Linked DNA regions of Triticum aestivum: region 1 is linked to region 2. The links are chromatin contacts, called in public Hi-C maps. All regions are on one chromosome and are shown on one strand. The core of a region is the stretch at or near the end of the contact, and the rest is flanking DNA. Distances in the headings are between cores, read along the strand shown.

Region 1 (4,530 bases), core at 335-2,834, 230 kb before region 2:
GCCTACCCTATCTACTAGCCAAATCACCGGGGGTCTCCACCCCTGCTGTCGCCGGAGCAGCAGGCTGAGGCGAGGACCTGCGGCGTTACCGGCATAGGAAGGGGGCAGTTGTTTCGCCTGCCAAACCGTCTCTCTCTTGCACTTTGGGTTGGAGGAGAAGCAGTTTCCTTGGGAGGGAAGTTCTATTGAAGCTTGAGGCTTAGGCAAAACCTTGCTCCAGCATCAGTGAAACTGAGCTTCAAAAATTAGAACTATATTCCCAACTTTCAACGGTATCTTCTCAAGTTTCTCTTTCTGAAAATTAATGCAAAAAAGATAACTCTTGGCCCTGCGCTACAGTACATTTACATTGTGGCAGCGACCCTCTGTCCCAGTGTAACCTACTGGACGAACACGTATTCACATTCCTCGCACGTGTGAGCAAACCTTTACTAGTCGATGCGCGCGCGTTCACCGGCACGTGAGCATCACCAGGAACCCGACGAACGCCGCCGCTCCGACGCCGGAGCAGCAGAGGTCGACGAGCCCCTCCCGCCTTGCCTTCCACTCCTTCCGCGCGCTCTTCCCCTTCACGAACTCCCCGTACTGCCGCGCCGCCTGTGCCTCCGCCTCCGCGCCCCGGCCCTGCCTCGGGGCAGCCATGGCCGCGGCGACCGCTGCCAGCCCGTCCCGCCCGCTGACGCCGCCGCCGTCGCCGTCCTCCACGCACAGGCTGACCTCCCGGACGTGCCCAAACCGGTCGTCGCACGTGACGGCCGCGTCCAGGGCAACGCCGCCGAGCACCACGGTGAACCGCGCCACCGTCTCCCCCGTGAGCCAGCTCCGGTCAACGGACACCGGCCGCCGGCTGGAGGCGTTGACCGCCCGGCCTGACGACGGGTCAAGCAGCAGCCAGCTCAGCGTGAGCTCCGCCGGCGTGATCGAGGACGCCGCCGAGAAGCCCTCCTGCAGGAGCGCGTCGACGCGGAACGGCGAGCCCAGGAACCACGCCGACGAGGTGTCCGTCTCCACCACGCGCGACATGATGCAGACCCCCTTGTGGTGCAGGTCCACCGCGGAGACGAGACGGCTGGGCAGGGCGGGCGCGACCGTGCCCGGGGCCGCCGCCGTCGTCGCTGGGAACGGGAACGCGTCGGCGAAGAGCGCCCGGTGGAAGCCGTCGCCGGTGCCGCGGCAGCAAGAATTGTCGAGGAGGCCGGCGACCGACGGCCACAGGGCGAGGCAGAGTCCGCGCCATGTGTCGGGGTCGGTGGCGAGGTCGTGGAAGCTGGAGCTCGCGCAGCCGAGCGCCGCCAGCGACGCGCCGTCGAGCCGGCGGAGCACGAGGGACAGCACGTCCGCGGGGAGGTCCTCGATGACCGTCTCTGCCACGTCGCCGCCGCACGCCGGAGAATCGTAGTTCATCATGCTCTCCTCAGTTTGACTACTCGCCGCCATGGTGGACAGACACGAAGCTCGCACCGGTGCAATTCCTTTCGTCCTGTGCGACCTGTGAATTGGTTATGCACCTGTGAATTGAGTATGCTTATAACTTTATGTGGGTAGAGTATATATATATATACTTATATAGTGAGCAAGTAAGGTGAGTGATCACGGTCTGAAAGCGAGAGGTTCCTTTTGTTCAACTGATCAACTCTGAACTTGCTTGCGTTGCCCAAAAGCAAAGGCCGGAATAAAATAAATACAAAAACAAATGTCGTGATGTTTCTGGGTTTGTTTTATCACTGACGGATGGGCCGTGCCGTTCTATCTCCTTGGACTGACGTGTCAGCCAAGGATTCCTCCTGCCATATAAAAAAGGCCAAGTTGCTCAAGGCAACGGTGTTTCTAGTCTTGTGGGTGATGCTGTGGGATGGAGTCCACACGTCACGCGTATATCTTAAAAGGAGAAATCAAACCGGCACAAGAGGACTCGGGACTGGGAGACCGGCGTTTTTTAGATGGTAACACATACTATCTCATTTACTCCTTCCGTTCGGAATTACTTGTCACAAAAATAAATGTATCTACAACTAAAATATATCTAGATACATTTATTTTTTGGACGAGTAATTCCGAACAGAGAGAGTATATTATAAAAATCAAGTACAAGTTATGTTAGGATCGACATGATAAAACTGAAAAGATAGCAGAACATTTTTGAGCTTGACACCAGCGTTCCTTACCTGCCTCCGGCACCACCATGGTAGCCATCGAAAAAAATGACGAATCACCTTTTCATCCGAGCTCGACGCGGCTTTATTGCTGATATGCAGCTTTGCGGACCTTCAAGCCTACAACAATTAACCAGGGGCAACTACGTCTATCTACGATCATGACCGCTCCTGCGACCGCTCCACCCCCTTCCCCTCCCCCACCCACCTCCACCACCGCCGTCGCCGCCCCCGCCGATGGCTCGCACACCGCCACCCCCGCAGCCCCCACTCGATGCCCCCGCACCCCGCCAGGCCAGATCCACCGGCTCGCCTCCCAGGGATCTCCCCCCGGGATCCCGCAGGGTTCGACGGTGATTCGGATGCCTCTGCCATTCGTTTACCAGTCATTCCCGGAGAAGCTGCGCCCGATTGGTTCGGTCTCACCGGCGACGCTGCAGGCAACAAGGATGCGGAGGTGGACGGAGCTAGCGATGCGAATTCGCGACGACGCCGACTCGTGTATGCAGTGCGTGAAGGAATGGAGGGAAGCAGATCTCGCTGCGGAGAGGACTTCAGATCCATTCCAAAAAATCTGCGCATCAAGGTATGCCCAGACCTGCCAAATCCAAGCGGACCAAGAGCTGCTCAATCTCGCTCGGAGAATCTACTTCGAGGGCACGAAGGCGGAGAAGTCCCGGATGCCTCATCCGAGGGAGCAGCCAGAAGCATTTGTGATGTGGGTGAAATCAGAAGCGAGGAGCGAAGATGCTCGCCGCCGAGCGCGCTGGGAAGGGATTCTGGGGCGCCTGCCTTCCACCCCACCATCGGACTCGGAGGAGGTGGATCCATGGCCCTACCTATCCCTAGAGCCGGATCGGGAGTGCGGCAACTACAGCCCCTGAATTTAGATGCCCTACAGATTCGAGCCAAAGGAGACTACTACTGTGCGGCGCATGAGGTCTGCGGGGCCGGGCTTGAGATGCGCAGTGCAGAAGCCGAGTGCATCTTCTCTGTGGAAGGGGCCTGGAATGAGTTGACCTTGCAGAGTGAACCCATGCCCCCAACCACACCAACCCGCCATGAGCGAGCGTAGAGAGGCAGCACTTTTGCAAGTTCAGATCCGCGAAGAGGAGGAAATCTTAGAGCAAACGCTGATAGAGTCCACCTCGATGCGAATCCCACGGAGGGGGCGCGAATCAGTTCAGAAGCTTGTCGCCAGGATCTTAGCTTTCGCAACAGACAGAGAGCGGAGCTTGTTACTGGCAGGCAGATCGACATCAGAGAAAGTGGTGATCTCCTGGGCGCGGGCTGCGATGGATTCACCTCTGCGAGAGAGACGGATCCGCTGGAAGGCGTTTTGGAGATTACAGCTATAGGAGAGCATCAGCCTTGCCGAGAGTCTATCAATTCTCTGATAGCGGATCGAGGATCGACTGAAGAAACAGAGGCGTTCCTGGTCTTGGAAGCCTCTGGTGGATTCAGACTCATGTGCCGGGATAGTAGCGCCAACGTTCAAATCACTTGCCAAGCTGACGCATCTGCCAACGCATCCATCGAGCCGCCAGGTGAGCGCGGTGACAAGGCAGAACGGCGGTACAGTCAGCTCTGGGAGCCTATAAAGGAGGGGGGGGGAAGAAACTAGGGTTCCTCCTCCTCTAACCAGCCTCGATACTGTGGCGGCTGTCAACCCAGATCCAAATCTCATGGCGGATGGGGGGCGCAGGCGGGGCAGAGCCAAGAACAAAGGGGGTAGAGGAGATCAATCGGGGAATTGGCCTCCTGACCACCAGCAGATCAACCAGGGGCCGAACCTACAACCGCAACAGCCGTTCTTCGGGTTTGGGTATCAAGGTCCGCCGCCGCCTTGGGCGTTCCCAGGCCAGTTCCCTGGGCCTTTCCCTCCGTAATGGGGAGGGCGGCAGCAGCAATGGTTCGCTCCCCCGCAGCTGCCATAGGGGCAGTCCGGTGGGCAGGGAGGACCCCAGGGTGATGCTAACAACAGCAGCCAGCAGCAGATCAAGTCGCAGGGCAAGAGCCAGCAGAAGAAAGGGAAGGAGTCTCAGAAGCCTCTGGCTTCCAACCCCGGCCTGATGTCCTATGCTGGAGTCACCTGCTACAATTGTGGGGATCCTGGGCACCACAAGGACAAGTGCTCTAAGCCCAAGTGTTGTTTCATCTGCAAAATGATTAATCACAAAGTTGAAGACTGCCCAGTCAGGAAGAAGCCACATTCAACAACCAAATTTGTAGGTAGTGCTGCACCAGGCATTGGTTTTTACCACTTGGATGCTCCTGATGTGAATGCCCAGCACACTGGGTGGCTGAAGAATGTTGGCATTGTCTTTATTGAAGCTGGAGAGGTAACTAAGCAGGAGCTAGCAACAGAATTTGCCAG
Region 2 (4,187 bases), core at 1,469-3,968:
ATCTTTGACTTGTACAAACTTGATCTAGAAGCTATGACTGTGTTGAACTGATCAATATGTTATATATTTATATTGAAATCAAACAACCCGCGCAACGGTTTATGCTCTCCCTCCGGTTTTCAAAAGTTTATAGCACATATGAAGTGCACTAATCCAACTCAACAAGAAGTGGACTTGTGCCCCTAGTTTGATATTTTAAAAGTCAAAGTGTATTTTCTCTCGAAACAAAAGTGTATATTTTCGTATGATATTCTTTTTTGACAGGAATATTTTGATATCATTAGTATAAGTTCTTATATCTGAATACGATACACAACTAAAAAACCGCTTCCGGCTATATGCGTCAGTAATGCTAGCAGGATGTTTCCAGTCCCATCGGATAGAATTTTGTGCTAGGTAGATATTTTATTCTTTTGCTTAAGAAGTTGCGAATTAGGTTTTGAACTAAAATTTTGTAGCATGGACAAGTGTATTACCACTATTTCATAAGTTAAATTTAGAAATTTCTAGGAATTTAACACGTATTTCCTTATTGTTTATTACCACTATTACCACTATTTTAGGCCCACTTTGTCAGGCCCACTTTTCATTAACGCCACCACGACGCCAAACAACAACATCATCCTGTGCGCATCCATCAACACACGTCCAACGCCGAGACGCCGCTACATCAGGAGAGAATTGTACACATATGAGTCCATTATCGCCCGACTCCTACAGAGAATATGGTCAATCAAAGGTATGATAATTAGTTCAACCTTTACAAGAAAAGACATGTAGCTCATGCATAATATTGAAATCACTAATTAAGGAGTACTTATTGTGAAGATTACTCCAACTTTTGCGACAAGTGGCACGTCGCATGTGCGTCACTTGTCGTAACCTGGATGTTTTTCTTTTTTTCGTAGATCCGTTTATTTAAAACGTTTTATCTCTTAAACCGTGCGTCCAAATCTCAAACCGCTTTCGCTGTTGGATTCCTCGCGTCGAGATCTTCAAAAGTAGATCCACATGTTGATAGGTTTTGACGAACTTTTTTTGACGAACAAACCGGACGAAAAAACCGACGAAAAAACTGAACTGTGAACACGGTTTTTTTTCCCTTTCCGAAAGAGGCACGCCCGTGCCTCTGACGGAATTTCAACCGTGCCTCTCGCGGAAGCAAAACCGCTCGCGAAATAAAAAATAATAATCAGAAAACGCGTTTTTTCTCTTTCCAAAAAAGGCACAACCGTGTCTCTCGCGAAAGCACAACCGTGCCTCTCGCGGAAGCAAAACCGTGCCTCTCGCGAAAGAAACAAAAACAGAAAACGTGTTTTTTTTTCGTTTCCGAGGAGGCACGGCCGTGACTCTCGCGAAAGCACAACCGTGCCTCTCGCGGAAGCAAAACCGTGCCTCTCGCGAAAAAAAAACAGAAAACACATTTTTTTCCTTTTCCAAGAGGCACGTCCGTGCCTCTCGCGAAAGCACAACCGTGCCTCTCACGAAAACAAAACCGTGACTCTCACACAAAAATGCGTTTTTTGTGCAAAAAAGATATTTTTGTCAAAAAAAATTGGTCGAAAAGCTAGAGAAGACCAGTGGAAAACCAAAACGCCAAAAAAGGGAAAAACCGTTTAAAAAGCCAAAAAACGCGTGCGGAAAATTAAAAAAAACAAAATCCGGAAGGAGCGCCCAGAGCGTGATACATGGCGAATAGCCGAGAGCGCGCCCAGAGCGTGATACAGGGCGAATAGCCGAGAGCGCGCCAAGTGGCGCTAATCGTTGACAGGCTCCCGAAGGAGCGCTCGTTAATTAGTTGCTCCCGCGTAGTACTCGCATGCCATAGTTCTGGGCGCATTACCGGAACCAAATCCATTCAGTAGTTTTTTTTAGGAAAAATCCATTCAGTAGTTAGAACGATTTAAGTTAACAATGTTTTATTCACAAGAAATCTTTGACCCAGTTCTTTTGGCCGATTCTATCAGAATCTTTAGAATCGATCCTCCACCCAGTTTCTTCTAGAATCTTGAACTCATATATTTTTGACAATCCTAATCGGGATCCGGCTTGCTTGCTCCCTTCCCATGCTCCCATCCGTGCTCCCACTTCATCCTACGGCTGTCTTTTTTTCTTTTTCTTTTCTAATCTAATCATTCCCCCCCCCCCCCCCCTCTGATTTTCAGGGGGTGCGGCCGGGTCTTATTTTCTTTCAATCAAATCAAGCCACATAAGCGGGAGCACGGATGGGAGCATGGAAAAGGAGCAGGCAAGTCTCGTCCTCCTAATTGTTTACATCCTGACTAGTTAGGATTGAAAAAATATATGCGTTCAAGATTCTGAAAGAAGCTGGGAAAGGCCCGATTCTCAATATTCTAAAAGAATCGATCAAAAGAACCGGGTTTTAACACTACCGAGTACGTATTCACAAGTTTTTTTCTCTTAAAATGAGACAACCAGATCACATCATCCGTACGACCCCGGAGTATAGTGGTCAGTTGCAAAGCATAAAATAAGAGATGGTATAACAATATCCTGTACTACTAAATAACAAGTCGCGACTTAGCTGCCATGTAGATGTAGTCGCCGCTGATCCGTTGATTGATTGCTACTTCTCTGTCTGCGCCGAAGCCGCTGGGCAGGTTCGCCGGGGAGATGACGCCGCCATGCCATGCATGCATCATGCATGAGACTTGCAGCTAGTATTATCCTTGGAGACTGCTTTTGGATAAAGATTATCCTGGGAGTTGGTGGAGTGGTCGTTAACCCGTCAGTTTGGTGCAGAGTCTCTCCCGCCGGGTGCCTGTTCCAGTTGACACTTCTTTTGCTGCTGGACTAGATGCATTCACCACCCGCCTCGTTATCAGCACGGAAGTACTCCTAGGTGCAGCCGTGCAGCGATGCCCCGGTCGTCACTCATGCGCGTGGACCTGCTGTTTGCGCCGCTGTTGTGCGAAGCAGACCGACCGTGGAACTGGGCATATGAGAGTATTCGTCCAGGTGCTCGAGTCCAAACTGATTTGCAGTCATGTCTCAGTCGACACGGCAGTCGTCCGATGCATCCGCTTTGGAAGGTGCCTTGGGCGGAGCTTTTATGGAGAGCTCCTGTTTGACAAACATGCAAAACCCACGTTTTTTCCCCCGAAAAAGATCAGATCTTATAAAAATTCACCGGAGGCACAAAACACCTCAAACATAATAAAAATTACATCGAGGTCCATGGACCACCGAAGACCATTGTCACCGTCAGAATGAGCCGCCGATGAGCCACTGTCGTCGCTCCCATACTCGAGCCGGCCTGACCTTGTCGATGACAGACGGGAAGTCATCGTGCACGTGCCCCTAAGGATCAGCGCCCTAGAGCTGCGGTCGTTATGTGACTTTCCTCCTAATACTATTCACCCCCTCCCCTGAATTTCACCGGAGTGGGGCCCGGGCCTCCCCTTAATCCAATCGATGATTCCCAGGTCAATATCTCCCCGTAAAGCTCAAATAATGTTTTTTTAGAACTGTATACCTTTATTATACATCAAAGTTCATAGGAACACCGATAAATATTGGGCAAAACAGCAAGACACACATGGCGCCCAAGAGATAAAGAAGTAGCTGCATTTGCAAGAGAATGAGCTTCTCCATCGTGAACCCTCTTTTCATGAATAAACTCGAGATTAAGAAATGCTTCTCTGCGATGATTGATATCTCGGAGGATGTGACATGGAGCAAAGACTCAAATATTGTTCACCACCTCTACACAATCAGTAGCAATGCACGCAGACTGAACTTGGAGATATGTCGCTAGAGATAATGCTTCGTTGCACGCTTGTGCCTCCAAGGTCGCCGGGTCAACAAGGCCATTGTACTCGTCGTGGGTGTAAGTCTAACAATAGTATAAGGGGTACGAATTAGAGGGCAAAGCCTAGCTACGGCGCAGTTGTTACACTCGGATTTATGAGACTACGTTTCAGTGCCCAGGAGTTGGTTGATTAGAGTGTACGGATTACAATGGATTGTGAACCCTTGCTATGGAGCTGGAGGGAGGCTTATACAGAGTGCGCCTTCGCCCCATGTGTGTCGCCATTACTAAAGGTTAAAGGGGGCAGGGGGTTCAATGACGCACTTTATTGGGAACAGGCGCATTAACTACACTTGAAGAGGGCGAACGCACGTCTTGACCGTTGAGGTTCCAGGGAGTCTCCTGATCTTCTTTG

Evidence for each region. A called contact is a pair of places that touch in the nucleus more often than the background predicts.
Region 1: a contact with region 2 is called in a Hi-C map of leaf, with 4 times the contacts expected there. The contact joins the promoter of LOC123091493 here to the enhancer-like site in region 2. A contact is called at or near these places in 1 of 5 Hi-C or Micro-C datasets (leaf) and 1 of 1 datasets of contacts at active chromatin or transcription factors (leaf).

What each region holds. Positions count from the first base shown.
Region 1 is chr4B:138,879,087-138,883,616 of IWGSC CS RefSeq v2.1, reverse strand. LOC123091493 (probable F-box protein At2g36090) reads right to left here and starts at 1,584. Exons shown (of 1, transcript XM_044513024.1): 1 at 276-1,584. The coding sequence starts at 1,437. The coding sequence ends at 451.
Region 2 is chr4B:138,654,307-138,658,493 of IWGSC CS RefSeq v2.1, reverse strand. No RefSeq gene overlaps it. Among protein-coding and RNA genes, the nearest start is that of LOC123091493, 230 kb to the left of the region's middle. Within about 2 kb of position 2,718, at least 2 of the 8 cell types and tissues checked have an H3K27ac peak or open chromatin away from gene starts, as enhancers often do. A contact at or near this core is called in leaf, where this site is marked.